Regions from separate parts of the Sus scrofa genome. Here region 1 is linked to region 2. A link is a contact called in public HiChIP or PLAC-seq data. All regions are on one chromosome and are shown on one strand. The core of a region is the stretch at or near the end of the contact, and the rest is flanking DNA. Distances in the headings are between cores, read along the strand shown. Region 1 overlaps HOMER1 (homer scaffolding protein 1). Region 2 overlaps BHMT (betaine--homocysteine S-methyltransferase).

What was found. HiChIP or PLAC-seq counts read pairs in DNA pulled down with a chosen protein or histone mark.
Region 1: a contact with region 2 is called in an H3K27ac HiChIP or PLAC-seq map of skeletal muscle, with 2.5 times the contacts expected there. The contact joins two enhancer-like sites. A contact is called at or near these places in 1 of 47 Hi-C or Micro-C datasets (heart right ventricle) and 1 of 2 datasets of contacts at active chromatin or transcription factors (skeletal muscle).

Annotation. Positions count from the first base shown.
Region 1 is chr2:88,151,904-88,158,443 of Sscrofa11.1, reverse strand. All of the region lies in intron 5 of HOMER1 (homer scaffolding protein 1), which reads left to right. Among named protein-coding and RNA genes, the nearest start is that of HOMER1, 99 kb to the left of the region's middle. Within about 2 kb of position 2,068, at least 8 of the 83 cell types and tissues checked have an H3K27ac peak or open chromatin away from gene starts, as enhancers often do. A contact at or near this core is called in skeletal muscle, where this site is marked.
Region 2 is chr2:87,933,569-87,940,176 of Sscrofa11.1, reverse strand. BHMT (betaine--homocysteine S-methyltransferase) reads right to left here. Exons shown (of 8, transcript NM_001200042.1): 8 at 4,925-6,247. The coding sequence ends at 6,061. Among named protein-coding and RNA genes, the nearest start is that of BHMT, 26 kb to the right of the region's middle. Within about 2 kb of position 2,461, at least 30 of the 83 cell types and tissues checked have an H3K27ac peak or open chromatin away from gene starts, as enhancers often do. A contact at or near this core is called in skeletal muscle, where this site is marked.

The sequences.
Region 1 (6,540 bases), core at 819-3,318, 220 kb before region 2:
GCCTGGGGGCTAGCTTTCCAGATACATATTTATGTGGAGTGTCTCCTAAGTATTTTTTCCTGGTTTAAGATACAATTGATAGGAGTTCCCATTGTGGCTCAGTGAGTTGAGAACCTGACGTATTATCTATGAAGATGCAGCTTCGATGCCTAGCCTCACTCATAGGGTTGAGGATTCAGTGTTGCGGCAAGCTTCTCTAGGTCGCAGATATGGTTCACATCTGGCTTGGCTGTGGCTGTGACATAGGCCTGCAGCTCCTCTTCAACCCCTGGGCCAGGATGTAATTGATATATAACATTTAATAAGTTTAAGGTGTATAATGTATTGATTTGATACATTTATATAACTCAAATGATTGGGTTAACTAACACCTATTGTAAATTACTGTTTCTTTTTTGTGGTGAGAACATTTAAAATCTACTTTTAGCAACTTCCGTATATATAAATCAGTATTATTAACTCTAACCACCTGCTGAACATTAGATCCCAGAACTTATTCATCTAATGGCTAGAAGTTTGTACTCTTTGACCAACATCTCAATCCCTTTCCCCCCACCTCTCCCATCCCCTGGTAACTGCCATTGTAGTCTCTGTTTCTATGCATTCAGCTTTTTTAGAGTCTACATATCAGTGATAGCATACAGTATTTGTCTTACTCTTTCTGACTTATTTCACTCAGCATAATGCCCTCAAGATCCATTCATGTTGTTGCAAATGGCGGGATATCCTTTCTCATGCCTGAATAATATGTTGTGTGTATGTACCACATCTTTATCTGGTCATCCATTGGTGGACACTTAGGTTGTTTCCATAGCTTGGCTATTAATGAATAATGCAGTGAACATGGGATCGTAGGTCTTTAATTTTTTTTTCTAAATGAGTAACAGTCATAGAGATATAACTTAACTAGTTGAAAGACAAAAAAAAGTCATTAATCAAGCTTATAAAATAAAATATTTGTACAAGGAGTTTACTGCTATAAGCAAATACAACATATATGATAAAAGCTCCTGTGCATCTTGGGATATGTAATTTGTGGTGATCTTCTGAAAGTAATAAACCAAGTAAACCTCATATTTTACTGCTAAGAGCCTAGCTTTAGTAGAATCTGTATTTATTTATAGAAAACAACAGAGCAGATAGTAATAGAAAGCCCTTGAAATAATTATACAGATACTCACATTCATATGTTTTACAGAATTATTTACTTTTACATGTAAATATAAGTAAAACATGGAGTCGACCATCACCATAATATAAAGACTTGATTTTTGAGTTATTTAGTAACACAGATGTCTACTGTTTTCATATCCTCACAAAGAAATATAGATCCTGCTTTATTAGCCAATCCATACTTATAACCATTTCAAAATGTGTTTTGCAAATTTTGCTCTAATTCAAAGGCCTTTGGAACAATAACTTTAATCTATTTAATCCATCATTTACAGACTCTGCAAGGATTTGATTTTAGCTTTCACATTTCATTTCATTTCTGATTAGTATAATCTGATAATTATTGATCGTTATTAATCTACATTGTAAGCTGGTTGAAAAGTAGTTACCTTCATGGTGTTGTTAGTACCCTTATGTATGACTGCATATAGCCTATTGTAAATAATAGAGCAGAGGAATAACACACGTCAAAAATGACATTATAGTTTAGTTGCAAAAACCTTAAGGCAGGAGTCTTGATTCAAGTTGTAGCTCTGTTGCTGTTACGTAGAAGGCAGAAAGTCCCCATGCATTATAGCATTTGGATTTAAGAGTCTGCATTAGTTAATTCAGTTGCTTAAGCATGGTTTAAATGAAGCCCACGTCACTCATCTTGGTATGGTATGCAATAGCTTCACACAAACAAAAACTCTTTCAATATCACAGATTATAAAAGAGGTGCTAACAAGGGAAAATTAGTTTATGAGATGGATATGTTCAAATCTGTCACCCTTCCTGGAAAAACAACACAAGGCAAATATCCTGCTGACAGTGATTTTAGTTGTATCATCTTCCTATTGCTAAAGTGGTGACTCTTGCTGAACTAATCTGGAGTTGGAGTACAGCCAGTCTTCATCAGCTTGGCCAGTAAAGCTGGTTCTTGGAGTTACTTTGGCTTCCATCCAGGCTGACTAGGCAGGCTTTAGAAGGAAAATTTTTAAAAAGCCTCTCTTGATAATAGCCAGTGAGTCAGTAGTGGACTAAGCTATTATTAATTCTGAGCTATATTCACGTATCATCATCTCCTCCTTTTAAAAGTTAATTTCCAAAATGCTTTTGATCAGGGTCCTTCTTTTGCGTATTATTTACATAACTCACATATACATTAAATACATGAAGTTAGTAACAATGATCTGCCTCAACTAAAAGACAGTAGTAGTTGCAAGTAAAATTCTGTCCATACTATAACTCAAACTTTTAAGTAATTTCAAGTTATGTCTTTTGACTCCATCCTTATCTTTAAAAACAAATTTAAACTGAAGTGCAAAAAATTCTGTGTCAAGTTATGATGAATTAAATTATTGATTACAGTTGGTTTCTTAAAAAATGACAAGAAATTGGAAACAGATTTTTACTGTATAATTATCTATGTATTTCCACTCAATTTTAGCTTTTGCAAAATCTTTGTTAATGGTATCTTTTCCATTCTGTCAGTGCTGAGAGTGATTTCTATTTTATTTATAATGTTTTTCCCAAACACTACTAAATATCATGATACCAGATATCAGCATGATATTTAGTATTGTTTGGATGTTTCCTTAAATGACCTACTTTGCAAGCAAACAGAGGCATCTTAGCCTCTAAAACTCAGTGAAATTATGAATAGACAGATAAAAATATTAATTTCTGTCTTGACTGAAGTATGATGATTATAATGCTATTCCTGTGTAAATGAAAGGGATAGGCTTCAAATTAATTGATCTCACTCTTTGTAAAAGGTAGATGTATATTCATAAGAGATAAGAGAAACATAATTCTTAGTATGTAAGGCTGTTTCCCTGAAGACATCTCCCTGATAGGATCATGCTGTGCATAAATTTCCAAAGAAAGTGTTAAAGTTACTAATCAGCTTTTATAAGAGGGAAACCAACACAAATGCTGATTTGCATGAAGGTAGTAGATGCATAATTCACAGTATCACCTTGACTAAATTCTTTTCTCATTTGTGAACTAGCAGTAGGCCCACTAAATATCTTTTTACTTCCTTCTCTTATATTCAGCACCCAGTGCTCCAAATTCACTGATGGTAGAGAAAGTATGATTTAGATTAAAATATTTTAAACAAACACCTGTAATTTGATCCTTTCACAGATAACTGTCTTTGAGCAAGAAGTTGGTATCCGCACCTCCTCCTTTAAAGAGAATAGGCTGCTTTAAACTTTTAAAGGAAATTTCTTTAAAGGTTTTAGAGGTAAGGAGTTATAGTGAGTAAAATGCGAAAATGAAATTGGGACTTTCTTGGCCCCTTCTCCTTATATCTCCATTCCTTGGCCACAGCTACCTTAAGACACATGGCAAAAACCACAGAACACGCTGTGCCAGGCAGGCAGTGCGCAGATGTTAGCGGATATTGTGTTCAGAGCCATCTCTAATGAGAGCTTCTTTGGCATAGAGCTATGCTTCTGTTACTGCTGGGAGCACAGTCATGGAAGCTAGGGGATTTCTAAGGGCTTCTTTTGAGTGTGGTTAGGGGCCCCTCCATTTTAGTGATTGAAAGTGGGGGTAGAGCTAGACTTTTTGTGTCCTCAAAGTCAAATGGAAAATTCTGCATCGAAGTACATTATGTTAAACATAGCATAATTCAGATTTCACCTTCTCTTCTCACCCCTCAAAATAAGAAGTCAAGCTTACCACTTTATGAGAATAATTTTTAACTAATTTTCTCAGTCCTTCATTAACTGGATAAATTTATTCTGAGGTCTACACGGAAGGTTTAAGCTTATAAATAATACATCCATAGTTCCTAAGGATGACGGCAGAGATCATGATGTGGTTTCACTTGTTATATTTATTTAAGTTATTTATATCACTAACTAAACATATCTCCCTTAAAATATTCCATGTTAAATCTTTTTAGCTTTGTATCTCACTGAAGATTCTCTCAGGATTCTTTATTGCTTGTACATATGTGGAAGATACTAGCTAACATTTGAGTGTCTGTTATGTGCTTTATTCAAAGGTACTTTTATTGGGGCTCTTTATTCCTCAAAATCAGTGAGGAAAGGTAGTATTAATCCTAATTTTACAGATGAGGAAACTGAGACCCAGTGAGGTTAAATAACCTGCCCACGGTCCTGTAACTAGCAAATGGCTAGACCCATGATGTGAACCATTTAAACAAACTCCTGAGCCTACACCTTTTTTTTTTAATTGAGATATAACTGATGTATATATAACATTGAGTTAATTCACTTTTTTTTTAACTAGGTAAAATTTTGTATTTGATCTGATTTCAGATGCCTTTGATAAGACACTATTATTTATATATAACCAAAGAAAAAATGTCAGTTACCGTAATAGCTCTTTCTGATATATTTAGACATAGATGTTACTATATCTATGTAATGCTTTTGTTCATATGTAATACATGTAAAATAAATAGTTTAAGATGTCCCTATAATTTCATCAGATTCAGAGTCTAACTGCTCTGACTCACTTTTTGACTGTAGTTTATGTCCATTTTTTCAACCAGTATGATGTTTGGGGGGATATCAGTAACATTGTTGATACAGTGTTTCTTTAAAAACTACTACAACTCTTTTCTCTGAGATTTCCTTCCAAGTCACTGTTTATTGAAAGCTTTAATACTTAAATTCCATTTCAGTTCTAAACATTGTGATTTCTAAACTATGTGATTTCTAGTTCACCCAGGGCTGTCTTTAAAACTTTATTGGCAAACATGTCTTCATCTGTTTACCACCAGCCATCAGTTTCTGTATTGTATGTAAATCCAAACACACCAGGCTCTGTGCCAAGATAATGGATTGTGAGGCAGAGAAGGAATCTGAGCTAGAAAGTAAGACTTGGGAGATTATCAAGGCAAACATTTAAAGCAAGGGTCAGAGGAGGTAGCCTGTAGAAGCAGGTGCCAAAAGGAGGGTAAGGAACAGAGCAATATGGGAACATCTGATAAGAAGGCTCCAAGGATAAACCTAAGGGTAAGGAAGGTGCCAAAATTACAATAAGCCTTGAGAGGCACCTTATTAAGCATTTGGGCAAATTGAGGCTTTCAGCTACATCTCGCAGAAAAATCCTTTTGTATACTGTAAAATGCTCTATCTAGTAGAGAAATCTTTTTATATTATGCTGTATACAATGTATTCTAGTATATTATATTTTTTTAAACAATTAAAAGTTACTGTTTCTATTTAAGTGCAGTTTCTTTGCATTCAAAAGATAACTTACTCTGTATTAAGAAGCACAGGTTTAGACCCCAAACTGTTGAAGAACGCATTTGTTTCTCAGTGGAGCTAGCTTGGGGCCAGCAGGCTGTGGCATGAGAACACCTAGCCCAGAAAGTGGCATACAAGTAGATTGAAGACCATGAAGGCTGCTTGTGCATTCACAGATGTGGAGCAGGGGGAGTATGGCAAGAAACAACAGGCAGGTCCTGAGACAAGGTGGTATTATGGGATGCTTACATCAGCCCTCTTATTTTCATAGTTATGGAATAGCCTCACTACCAATGCTGAGCTTAATGTAGAGAAGTAAGCCTATTGCAACCTATTCTTAAATCCTCTTTTAAAAGCTTATCTGGATATTTTTCACAGTTCTACATAATGAACACACTTAGGAAGTATATTCAAGGAGCTGCCATTCCAGAGACTCCTATCGTGGATCCTAGGTCCCAGAGTCATGAGAGAGAGGCCACTTTTCTTCACTCCTATAACTGATGATTCAGGTATAGGATTCACTCTGCAAGTGAATAAGTCTCTTGCTCATGCATCTGACTCTTACTTTGTTAGAGTCTCTTTGTTAGATAGTCCTTTTGAAGTACTTTTTCTTCTAGATTTTACATACCTAATTTGATGACTTTAGTTAAAAGTAAACAATAAAATTCCAGTTTAAGGAACCTTGCAAATGATGTTTTTGGAGTGTTTTGAACTCCCTCATCTGACTTCTAGATCTGAAGCCAACAGGAAACCAGCTGGTCCTTTTTGAAGGGAAACTTTACCAAACAGTCACAAGAATAAAGAATTATTTTGCCCTTATTCCAGCATTCAGACATGAGATCATAGTGGTATTTCAATATCTCTTCTGACTCATTGGTGTCTCCAGCTAAATAACTTCTTTGTGAACAGTTAATGCGAAACTATCAAAACTATACCTGTAAAAAAGGACCAAAGTAGCAGCTAGAGAACTCCCTACTTTTTTTTTTTTTTTGAAACAAGTATTCTGAAAATGTAAAATGCTAAGTTAAATTTTTGGTATCAGAATTAATCCCAAGGTATTCATCACTGCTAAAATCAGCCTGTGCGGGAGGAACGTGATATCTTAAGAGTTGTGGCTTAAAGTAAGGAACATTGCTTTTGCAAAATTGCAAAAGCA
Region 2 (6,608 bases), core at 1,212-3,711:
GGACTTTTGGTGGCCCAGAGCCCTGAACTTGACCTCTGTCTGGCGTGCATCAGACAAAGTCAGCTCCGTACTGAGCAACCCGGTCTCGCCTGATTCCAGGACAGAAGCACTGCACCGGCCAGTGGGAGGCTCCTGTCACCAGGTGCTCCCCCTGGAACCAAGGCCAACAAGGGTCCCAGGGCTGCTTGGGGCACTTGGTTGATGCCAGACGGGGGTGGAAGTAGGGGACATGGAAAGGAGGTGTGAAGGGTCACTGAACATCCGGAAGGGAAGAAGCCAGGACTGGGTCCCATACTGATCTGTGCAGGCTGGGGGCACTGCTCCCGGATGGCATAGCTGGCCCTGAGCAGCCCTAGCCACTATAGAGGGACATGGGAACTGTCAAGGAAGGGGTCTCTGGTGACCAGAACCCAGGCAGACGAGGCCCAGATTGGGAGAACTCTGCCTGAGATCCACGACAGGGACTGGCTTGGATCGAAAGGTCAGGGTGAGGTCAAGTGCACGTTCTTGGGGTGGTCCAGGCTGGAGGGATAAATCTGGCCATCATCAAGCTTCCGGGGATGGTGTTATGGAAGGAAAAGATTCTGAGACGTCTAGCTCCCAAACTCCAGCACCTTATAACAGGGAGCAGACTGTTCTCTCCTTCTTAAGGAGCCGAAGACCTCCATACCAGAAGTACCCACTGGATGGATTCTAGAACTTCCAAAGCTTATGCTTATGCAAGCCTGCAAAGAACTCTTGAGTCCTGAGAACGGAGGTAGTTTATAATATGAAAAACCACAGGCCCAAGTCTCCCTAGGATACAGTACCTGTGGGGAAGAATGAATTTCCCTTCCCAGTGCCACGCTGAGTCTAGCCTAATAACGTTTTCCCTGCCCTCTGGACAGTGTTATTTGTTTGAGTCTGCTGTCAGTGTAGCCAGGGGAATAATGAATAAACTATGAAGTCTTCTGGAAACATACTACCGGTGGCACTTGGTAAATATTTGTTGACAATGAGGTGGCTAATGCTCCTGTGCACCGTCCAGTTAGAAACACATAAAATTGTGAAGTTTTTTAAGCAAGGTCTTAGAGATTTTGTTATCTTCCAGATGAGCAAATCGAAGCTCAGAGAAGCGGGGTGAGGTATCCAACATTGCAAAGTGAGGTAGGGACAAGCTTTGCACCCCAAATTCCTGATTCGAAATTCATTCATTGCTTTTTCTCAATTCATTCATGGCTTTTTCTACAATGTTGCACTAGGGTTTTGGGGGACGATGGCTGCGTTCCACTAAGCCTGTTCATGTGTTGAGGCATTAACTTTTGCAAAGAACACTAAAATGTCATTAAGTCAAAGTAATTGGCAGGATGATGGCCAGGCTGACCTGGGGGGAAAGTTTGAACTGTTTCCAAAGACACTCAGCCTTTTCCTTTCAAGGCCATGTAGTAAATTGGAACAAAAAAACCCTCAAGGAGTTCCCGTTGAGGCTCAGTGGTTAACGAATCTGACTAGGAACCATGAGGTTGTGGGTTAGATCCCTGGCCTTGCTCAGTGGGTTAAGGATCCGGCATTGCCCTGAGCTGTGGTGTGGGTCGCAGACGCTGCTTGAGTCCCGCGTTGCTGTGGTTCTGGCGTGGGTCGGCAGCTACAGCTCCAATTTGACCCCTAGCCTGGGAACCTCCATATGCTGCAGGAGCAGCCCTACAAAAGGCAAAAAGACAAAAAAATAAATAAATAAACCCGCAAAATGGGGCCAAATAGAGGGTCTCGCTGAACCTGCTTGAAGGAACAAATAGGAATAATTTTACTCGGTACATTAGCAGTTTGCCTCTATGGGATGATGCAAAAAATATTTGAGACATCGGGCCAAATCAATTTCTGTTAAAAGCGTGCTGCATGTTTCCCCGGAAAACATACTTCCTGTAAAAATTTACATAAGAGCACCTCTCTCAGTCAAACCCTGAGATAAAAATGATGGTGTGTAGAATTTGGCGGCATGTAAATTAACCTCTTGTGTCTGGCTGTGCTCGAATGGTTGGGCATGATTTCTGAAGCTCACAGCAGCACAGATGCTGACATGTGTCTCTCTCACCTCCCATCCCTTCTTTTGTCGTCCATCTAAGGCCAACAGAATGCCTCCAGCTGCTTGAAAACGGGAAGCGTTTTCTGGCTGCTCTTTTCCCCTCACTCCCACCAGTTTTTGCCAAATGACCCTGCCCTTCCTGTCACCATCTGTGCGAAGGCTCTGTGTTTGGCCGCCTTTCAGTCATTTTCTGTTCAAACACCAACCCTGCATTTGTTCCTGAAGCTGTTTAGAAACACGGGGCCTGGGTGTCTCTCACTGCAGTTGAACACGCTATCAGACGGTTTCTTGGGCTCCTCTGTTTTTCTCTCTTCACATGGACTCCTTCCTCCTGGACTGTGCGAGCATCAGGATTGTCTGCCTGGCAAGTAACACATGGAAGGTTCCGGACTGGCTGAGGGGATGTTACTAACAGGGAGGCTATTCCGGAAATGCACTCAGCTGGCCCATGTGCTCAAAGCTGGGGAAAATGATCTCTGGGAAAGAAAAACAAAAAACAATAAAAAACCCCAAACAGGATCTGGTTGGAGACAGATAAGGCTTTTGTTGCTGGCTGAGTTGTTCAGGATGTGATTCAAAGATCCATGTATCTTAGGGAAAAACTGGTCCAAAGAAAGAGAGCTACAGATATTTCTGCCATTTAATGTTACAGTTTGTTCAGATGGTCTTGCTGAAGTTCAAAGCAAAATAGAGCGTCTCTGGCCTTCCCAGCTGGTGACTTGCTGCCCCCTTCTGGAGAAGTTGGGAACTGACGCTTTTGATCCCTTCCTGTCCAGTCTGTCTCCATTACAGCTCTGCGTTGGCAAGGTTCCTTACTACACTGTGAATAAGTATAAGGTCATAAATTGCAAACAGTTTATTCTTTGAGTTTACATTGACTTGGCAGGAAGATACACTCGGTTTTGTGAATGATCTGTCTTGGTTCCACTCTCCTTCTTCAAATGATAAGCTAAAGCCATCTTTGCTGGCAGCCGTGGACTAAGAAGCCCTTCTTCACTTGGTGTCCTGCCCCAGTAATCTCATCTTTAAAAGAGAGTTAGGGAGTTCCGTTGTGGCGCAGCGGAAACGAATCTAACTTGTATCCATGAGGATGTGGGTTCGATCCCTGGCCTTGCTCAGTGAGTTGGGGATTGCTGTTGCTGTGGCTGTGGTGTAGGCTGGCAGCTGTAGCTCCAGTTCGACCCCTAGCCAGGGACCTTCCATATGCCACAGGCGCGGCCCTAAAAAGCAAAAAGTTTGGACTCGATCTCTAAAATCTCTCTGGCTTGCATTCTGTAAAAATACCTTTGCCATTGAGAAATGTCCACTTAACACAAAGAAACATGTAGGTACTGAGTGAGGCTCGTATTTTAGTGAACAAGATTTCTGGAAATGAATTCATTTATTTGGTGGAGAGGCTGAATTTCAAAAAATTTTTGCAAAATATGGAAATATGCCACTAGGAGGCAGTGTTGACATATAATTTCATTGCAGTGTATCCACTAAGTTTAGTTTTGAGGGAGATATTTAAAAATTTTTTATTATTGATTTACAATGTTGTGCCAATTTCTGCTGTAAAGCAAAGTGACCCTGTCATTCATATATATATATATCTATATATATATATAAATTCCCTTATCTTATATTATCTTCCATCATGGTCTATCCTAAGAGACTCGATATAGCTCCCTGTGCTGTCCAGGAGGAACTCATTGCTTATTCATTCTTTTTTCTTTTGTTTTGTTTTGTTTTTTTTGTCTTTTTGCCTTTTCTAGGGCCCCTTCCCGCGGCATATGGAAGTTCCCAGGCTAGGGGTCTAATCAGAGCTGTAGCCACCGGTCTACACCACAGCCACAGCAGCGTGGGATCTGAGCCATGTCTGTGACCTATACCACAGCTCACAGCAATGCTGGATCCATAACCCACAGAACAAGTCCAGGGATCGAACCTGCAACCTCATGGTTCCTAGTCGGATTCGTTAACCACTGAGCCACGACAGGAACTCCCATTCTAAATGTAAGAGTTTGCATCTGTTAACCCCAAACTCCCAGTCGGTCACACTGCCTTCCCGCTACCCCTTGGCAATGGAAATTTTTTTTTTTTTTAATCAAAGGGTATAAGAATGACTAGAGGTTACGGTGTTTTGTATGGCAATAAAAGCTCTGAAAAGAATATTAACGGGGCATGCATCCTACACAATAGCAGAGAAATAGATCGAGTAAAGTTTCTATCACCTATAAATGAAAGTATTAAATACTGAACCTGATTGGGGATGAGGAATGGTAGATAGCAACTTGGTTAAAAATAAAAGTGACAATCACTCTTCTTATTTCACCTCACCCCTATGCTGCCTCCGCAGGTTGTGCTGCTTTGGTTCTCTTTCTGTGAACTGAAGGATAAAGAGGTGGAATTTTGATTCTCTTAGTAAAAAAATTGTGGAAGTTTCTTTTTAAAAAATTAAAATTTTTTTTTTTTTTGTCTTTTTAGGGCTGCACCCGCGGCATATGGAGGTTCCCAGGTTAGGGGTCTAATTGGCGCTACAGCTGCTGGCCTATGCCACAGCAGTGCAGGATCAAAGCCACATCTGTGACCTATACCACAGCTCACGGCAACGCCAGATCCTTAACCCACTGAGCGAGGCCAGGGATCGAACCCACAACTTCATGGCTCCTCGTCAGATTCATTTCCACTGCACCACGACGGGAACTCCAAATTCTGGAAGTTTCTTATCCCTTTAAGTACTGCTGCCTTCTTCTTTAAAACTCTAGCAGATTTGTGAAGCAGGAAGGTAGTCTTACTTTTAAAGCAGATTGAGGTGTAGGAATTGCATGCAAGCCTTAGCAAATTATAAAACAGAAATAAGACTCCAAAACAACCAAGATAGTCTCACTGCTCTTTTTTAATAGCTCAAGAAATTATAATTTCAAAACAGCTACACCAACCCAAGAATGTTTGGAAAGGCACATGAACTCTTTCCTAGTACACTGAGTAGCCATGTTTATTCTAATGGTCATACATAACCCAGGCTTGAACTTTCAGGTTAAAATGTAGTTCTTGATCTTGGAAACCCAGATGGGCTTTTGAGTATCTCTTTTTCGTTATTATTCTTTTTAAAAAAGCTACCAAAGTGACGCAAGCCCACTGCTCCCCAGTCTTAACTGATTGGAGGCATTGAGGTGGATCCATCCTGGAGCAGGACAGAGAGAACCTAGGCACTGTCCCTTCTTGGCCTCCCCATTGGTCTGAATGCTTCTTCGTAGTACAGATGGGTCAGGAAAGGGAGGGGACAACTCTTTAACTCTGAGAGCAGGACTCTGAGCTCTGGATGCTTACCGATCAGATCCCATAGGACTGATTTTCTAAGAAGAAACTTAAAGAAATAGAAAAGTCCCCATATCTGAAGTGTCCCCATAGCAGTGTTTTTCAATCTGTGGGTCAGAACCCACTAATGGGTCACAAAATCAACTAGAAGGGCCTCTACCAGCATAATTTTATTAGTGAAATAGGAATGGAATGGAAATAGAAAATACCTGCATGGATCACATTTTACTTCAATGTGTGTTTTACTGGGTCATTATATAAATTGAGTTTCTTATGAAGGGGTCATGGTCAAACGATCTTGGAAGTCACTTTCCTATATAGCCCTTTGTCTGTGGCTGTGTGGTTGCTGAACCATTCAAGACACCTCACTTCTCATCGCCCTTTGAAGTCTGCAAACGTCTAGAAGAGGGACTAATGTCTAAATTATTTTTCCTTGGCCACAGTGACTTCCTTAATGCCGTGTACATGCTGGGTGCTTAGTAAACCTGTTTAAGATTTGCTTCTCACTTATTTTGCCTCCACATTCGACATTTATACTTTAAAACACTGTCAGGTGTAATTTGTGACTGTTGTGTGCCGCTTGTATGAATCTTATGCATAGGCTGGCATTCCCATAAGCATTGCCTTTAAACCATCTTTATTTTTTGGAACTGTGGTCTGAACATAGGGGAAGTCACTAAAAACGGGCTTGGCTGAGGCTACTGGGCAGATGGGAATTTCTGTTTTTCAAAGAGCTCTCTCAGCTGCTGCTCCGTAGTAGCTTCTTTCTGCTGCATCAGCTCAGCTGTGCCTTTGGTCACTCCCCAGGCATCCGGCTTTGACATGGAAGGGTTGTATGGCCTGCCGGAGGCTATCCGAAGATTCTCCCAGTATTCCTTCCTGGCCCTAGGCGAACAAAACACACAGTGGTAGCCCTCTCCTGAGTTGTCACTCCCAGGGTCACTGGGCAAGAACACCTCCATAGAGCCATCTTTGGACTCTTGAGAGTGTCCGTTGAAACACATTTAGCTTTATCTTTTTTTTTCCCCCTCCGAATCATTAGGTCTGAAATTACTTTGCATTTCTTCTTTTCATATACACATAGATTCAAAAGGTAACAATTTAGAACGGGGACATTTTCTGTCCAAATGACCCTACGTCCCCACCCTCACTTTCTGACACTCTAGGTGCCAAGCCAGCTGAGACCACGTTTGCTGCCCTTCCCAGAGCCGATGCTGCTTCTAAGCTTCACCGCCTTCAGATCCTA